2 separate regions of the Xenopus laevis genome follow, and region 1 is linked to region 2. Evidence: chromatin contacts called from public Hi-C data. All regions are on one chromosome and are shown on one strand. The core of a region is the stretch at or near the end of the contact, and the rest is flanking DNA. Distances in the headings are between cores, read along the strand shown. Region 1 holds the start of ddx18.L (DEAD-box helicase 18 L homeolog). Region 2 holds the start of dpp10.L (dipeptidyl-peptidase 10 (inactive) L homeolog).

Region 1 (3,071 bases), core at 288-2,787, 130 kb before region 2:
ATTCAAGCCTACCTGTAAGACCCATGGGCAAAGTCGGGCCATTTTCTTCTTCATCCTCTTTCTTTTCTACATGGTTCTCACATTTGGACTCTTGATCAGAAGCTTCAGGAGCCTCTTCCTCTTGCTTTGCTTTCTTTGCATCTAACAGAGACAATACAGAGAGAGGTAGTACAGGAAGAATCTGACACCCTGCAGGGATCTCTGACCCTTCTAACCTTTATGCTAATGCAGTGGTTCACCCCAAACTCATTGTAGTCCTGTGACTATTCCAGCCATTCTGGACTCTCTTTGCACATTTCTTTGGCAGCTGCACAGACAGACTAGGTTTACAGAAACAATACTGAACTCTAATAAGTATACAGTGTGCTGGCCCTGTATGATACATAAACATTTGTTCCATGAAAGGATTGAAACACAGCAGTGCCAATGACCATTTCACTGTGCAATACAGCCACAGCAATATATCATACATGTAACTAGTGGAAAACTCTCACCCCTACTAAAACTATTGCTAGATTTGGGGCAGTTATGGCAGGCAGTAGAGTTCCTTCTTTGAGTGTGTACGTGTTACCTGCATACAGATATATTTAGTATAAAAGTGTACCTGAATGAGCTGAAAGCGCTTAGAATAATGCATAGCAATTTGTTGTACCACTAGCACATGCAATTGTTGTCAAGTAATTTCATTGCAATGCCACAAACACACAAGCTTTGGCACCCCAGATCTTTCCTTATGTTTTGCTCAGCGAGTCTAACCAATCCCTTCTTGTGCTTCTGTGACAACCACCGGTGCCCAATTATATGAACTCCTACCTGCACCCTCAGCCTTGGCTACATTCTTCCTCTTCTTTTTCTTCTTGGCAGGGGGAGTCTGTGGGGTCTCCTCAACATCAGGGGCTAAGGGCTGCTGCATTTCCTCTGTCTTATCAGCCTCATTGCCTGCTTCTTGCTCTTCTGCAATTCCCTCCGCTTCCTCCTCACTTTTACTGGTCAATAATATAGCTGCAAAACAAATGGGAGAAGGTGACAGTGCCATTAACACAAGCGATAAATAGGAAGAAGCAGCACTTCTCATGTGAAATAAATGTTATGTACATTAGTGTGGGTGTGTTATTGTGTGTGTTATTGTGAGCAGACTCATCATACACATTTAGGCGTTATCACAGTGCCATGTGGGGGTGATTTGTCCATCACTGCCATCCTACAGAAAACCCCTCTCTGGAGTCGCCCCCCCGAATACTACTGACTGTAAAAGCCCTATGTGATGCTCATTAAGAAGTGACAGGCAGATCACGGCACAATAACGCCATCATACTTTGGTCTTACCCACCATCCCTTGCCTTTTTCTCATCACATTCGCTCCAACCGCGCACTCAAAGTCATATCAGCTTCCCCTCTCGGACAACTCGGTGCACAAGATCACTCCCCGGGACTCTTACCTTCCTTTTCCCGTCGCTCTCGGTTGCGGTTCCGGATCTTTTCGTTCTTTTTCTGAATTTTCCGCCGCAGCAGCTTCATCTGTAGATCCGCCATCTTGGGCACACGTGGGACAGACAGGAAATGTCCGGAAGCCTCCTACAGGCTGAGGAAGCCACGGCGATGCCGGATTGACTGACTGTGACGTCACTAGGGAGACCGGAGGCGGGGCTGGTGACATTTGAAGCAGGTCTACAAGCTCCTTTGTTTTTATCCTTTTACTTCCGCATTGGGAGTCTGTGCCTGTGGGGCACATTTTGGACACGGTAGTGCTTCCACCCAGTGGTCTATATATCCCACTCATGACTCTATCTATACCCGTGTCTATATGTGCCCGCTAAGAGTGCCCCGTTTCAGTAGTCACACTGCTGCTTATCTAGTGACGGCACTAGGGCACATTGTAAGAGGTATAGGGAATTAAAAGAGGGATACGGGTATTAGGGTTCTTTCAGGTTGTTAGAGTATTTGGGCTCTGGACACTTATGGCTTTCACAGACGCTACCAGTAATGTTGTTGGGGGAGGGATTGGCCTTTGGGAGATGCTCTTGACCCAATTCAGAAAAGGGGGTGACTAAGATTGGCCACTTTAAATTGGATGAGCAAACTTGCAGCTGGTCCCCCCTGTGGTGGTCCCTTGGTGCTAGGGTTGCCACCTTTTCTGGAAAAAAATACCAGCCTTCCTATATATTTATCTCTTTTCCCTATTAATAACATTGGGATCAATCATCATTTTTACTGGCCAGGCTGGTAAAATACCGGAAAGGTGGCAACCCTACTTAGTGCATCTCTGTACACCCCTTCCTCATGCACACTCAGCCTGGATTTGTGGGAAGGCCTGGGCCTAGGACTGGAAAATTGTAGGACCCTGCCATATCTGGTCCCTAACTGCTGCACATATTGGGGGTGTGTTAGGTTTTGACAGTTCTTTAAATCTCCCATGCACAAAGCCCCAGAGCTGGTGGAGTAGAAAGTGTGCATGCACTCGAGTGGGGGGATGGAGGAGAGTCGTCCAAAAAGTCGTCCAAAGTTGCCTCTGAAAAAAACTATGGGCAACTTTGTGATATGTTGGTTTTTACGTCGGCAACTGCCCTAGGGGTGCAGCAATATGAGGTCATTAAGTGTGCGGGTGGCTATTGTGCTCCTTCAGGGCAAGTCAACCCCAAAATAAAAATTTGCCAAATAAAAGAAAACATAGTCATATGAAAAAGTTTGGGAGCCCCTCTTAGCCTGCATAATAGGGATGGAATTTGGGATTCGGCCAGGTTTTGGCCTTTTTCAGCAGGATTCGGATTCGACCGAATCCTTTTGCCCAGCCGAACTGAATCCTAATTTGCATATGCAAATTAGGGGCGGGAGGGAAAACGCATGACTTTTTGTCACAAAACAAGGAAGTAAAAAATGTTTTCACCTTCCCACCCCTAATTTACATATGCAAATTATGATTCAGTTCTTTCATGAAGGATTTGGGAGTTCGGCTGAATCCAAAATAGTGGATTCGGTGCATCCCTACTGCATAATAATTGACTTCACTTTCAACAAAAAAGATAATAATGGTATGTCTTTTATTTCCCAGGAACATCTTAGTACTGGGGTGT
Region 2 (3,051 bases), core at 267-2,766:
ATGCTTTTTACACCTTTTTATATGTAGTATATGACCAGGAGTCAGATAGATAGATGATAGATAGATGGATGGATGGATGGATGGATAGATAGATAGATAGATAGATAGATAGATAGATAGATAGATAGATAGATGGATGGATGGATGGATGGATGGATGGATGGATGGATGGATGGATGGATGGATGGATGGATGGATGGATGGATGGATAGATGATAGATAGATAGATGGATGGATAGATGGATAGTGGGACTGGGGGTCCAGGGGCCCACCGGGACTGCTGTCCAGGGGCCCCTCAGACACCCCTGCTCCCTTGCTGCGCCGCGCTGTGTGCTCACTACCTTAATTTATATGCCAGTGTGCATGTGTAGACGGCTCCCGCAGGAGCTCATGCGCAGGCGGAGCGCCGCAGGCGCCCATGCGCATTTAGTTTTTTTTTTAAATACAATGATCGCGGGGGTCTGGCCCGGCGGGGGCCCATGAAGGGTCGGGGCCCACCGGGTTTTTTCCCGGTTTCCCGCCAGGCCAGTCCGACCCTGGATAGATAGATAGATAGATGAGAGATGGCAATTAGATGCTGATGAGAGAGAGAGAGAGAGAGAGAGAGAGGGTGGATGATAATTGATAGACAGACAGACAGATGAGAGAAAGACAGATAGAAAGATGATAGATGGATAGATAGATAGATAGATAGATAGATAGATAGATAGATAGATAGATAGATAGATAGATAGATAGATAGATAGATAGATAGATAGATAGATAGATAGATAGATAGATAGATAGATGATAGATAGATAGATATAGTTGATAGATTAGATAGATAGATAGATAGATAGATAGATAGATAGATAGATAGATAGATAGATAGATAGATAGATAGATAGATAGATCCTTAGATAGACGATAGAGAGAGAGATAGAAGATACATGAGAGTGTATATATGTTAGTGTGTGTGTATGTGTGAGTGAGTGAATGACACAAGTGTATGATGCCCCCGGTGCCCCTGCATTGCCAGGCTGCTGAACAGAGCCCAGGGTATGTAGCAGTGCCCCTTCTGCTTGCTGCCCATCGAATATTGCTGGTTGCCCCATTCATACAATTGCCAGTGCCCGGGGTATTGTGCTACAGTTCTCTGCCAATCACACAGGGTATTTTGTTATTGACCTCCCATCCCCCCCCCACCCCAAGTGATCACTGATACCCAGGAGATATTGCTGTTACCCCCCAACACCATGATTTGTATAAGAGGGGTGCTGCTGGCTGCCCACTGGTGTCTGTGGAGGGGGATAAGGCTCTTACCTGCTCCGGGGGGTTGGGGCCCCGACTGCCGCCCGACTGTTCCTTGCTGGCAGTCATTGTGATGTGGGGCTTATGGGTAAATGCAGCGGTCAGTGAGGGGCCCGGGGCAGAAAGAGCGGAGCAGGCAGAGCGGGCAGCATCCTGCGGAATAAGCCGAGCGGCTCCCTCTGTCTCCCGGACTCGCGCAGCGACTCGCACACACACACACCGACAGATTCGCACTCTGAGACACTGGTGGGAGAGATGCGGCTGCACCGAGCCCCTCCCTCCTGCCAGCCCACCCCCTGCACCCTCTCTACTATATACGCCTTATATGTGTGTATTTATATGTTATATACCCCCACTAACTGGGAGACTGCACAGGACTCCTCTTCTGTTTTAGCCTCCCTGTTTTCTATACCTACTATATATACTCCTTATACATCCCCCTCACACTGTCCCTGCCAGTACATCCCATACTGTGTAATGTATATCTTTACCTTATATACCCACACTCTGTCCTCTATATCCCCTGTACCTTATTTTCCCTACACACTGCCCTATATATTAGCCTGGTAATATACCCTACAGACTTTCCTATATATCCACAGGTACATTTAATATCCTACATTCTGTCCTATATATCACTCTGTATCTTATATATTCTACACTCTCACTTATTACCTTACGTTTATACTACTGTTTACCATACTGTATATATTCTACATTCAGCCCTATAAATCCCCTTGTACCTTATATATTATACACTCTCTACTGTATATCTGTGTGCCTTATATATCCTACACTCTGTCCTATATATTCTTCTGTATCTTGTATACCCTGCACTCTGTCTTATATATCCCAAAGTGCCTTATACAGTATATCCTACACTCTGTCTTACATATACAGTACCTCTGTATGTATATTTTCTACACCCTCTCCTATGTATCCCTCTGTACCATATACTGCATATTCTATACTATCTCCTGTATATCTGTGGCCTTAAATAGCATATACTCTCTCCTCCACATTCCTCTGTACATTATGTACCCTACACCCAGTCCTGTATATCCCTCTGCACCTTATAGATTGTGCACTCTCTATTCTGCACCTTATATTTTCTACCCTATACTCTCTCCGCCAGTACATTCCATACTCTGTCCTATATATCCTCATCTACCTTATATACCCTACACACTGTCCTATATATCCCCCTGTACATTATATATGTTACACTTTGTTCTACATATCCCTCTATACCTTTTATATCCTATAACGTCTCCTATATATCCCCAGGAAATAACATATCCTACAGTCTGTGCTTTATAACCACTATACATTATATAATCTGCACTCTATCCTACATATTCTCCTGTATATTATATATCGTATCAATCCCTTTGTTTCATACTGTATATATCCTACTCTCTCTACACAGTAGTAGCTATATTATACTCTGATCTATAATTGCCCTAGTATTTTAATATATAATATGTATTCACATAACTCATAAGAAACAAATACATTGCCCTAAAAGCAAAAAAGAGAGATTCTGTGAAGGAATTATTAGCACCAATTATTCAGCACCATATACCCAACGTGGTTCCAACTGTGCCCCCAGATCTAAGGTTGTGTGAAGCTCGCGGGACCCAAGGGTCGAGCGGGTTTGGGCCGACTTGTGCACGATGTCTCTAGGCTGCTGCAACCTTCTACTGCTCCACTTCTGCCTCCATGCTCAGTAGCGATCCTAGAGGTGGGCGGGTCCTGGTG

What was found. A called contact is a pair of places that touch in the nucleus more often than the background predicts.
Region 1: a Hi-C map of animal cap shows a contact between it and region 2, with 6 times the contacts expected there. The contact joins the promoter of ddx18.L here to the promoter of dpp10.L in region 2. A contact is called at or near these places in 3 of 4 Hi-C or Micro-C datasets (the XL177 cell line, the XTC cell line and animal cap).

Annotation. Positions count from the first base shown.
Region 1 is chr9_10L:55,435,501-55,438,571 of Xenopus_laevis_v10.1, reverse strand. ddx18.L (DEAD-box helicase 18 L homeolog) reads right to left here and starts at 1,537. Exons shown (of 14, transcript NM_001091275.1): 1 at 1,440-1,537; 2 at 814-1,002; 3 at 13-141. The coding sequence starts at 1,533. LOC121398301 (a long non-coding RNA gene) reads left to right here and starts at 1,548. Exons shown (of 2, transcript XR_005964230.1): 1 at 1,548-1,666.
Region 2 is chr9_10L:55,307,145-55,310,195 of Xenopus_laevis_v10.1, reverse strand. dpp10.L (dipeptidyl-peptidase 10 (inactive) L homeolog) reads right to left here and starts at 1,516. Exons shown (of 26, transcript NM_001091635.1): 1 at 1,303-1,516. The coding sequence starts at 1,359.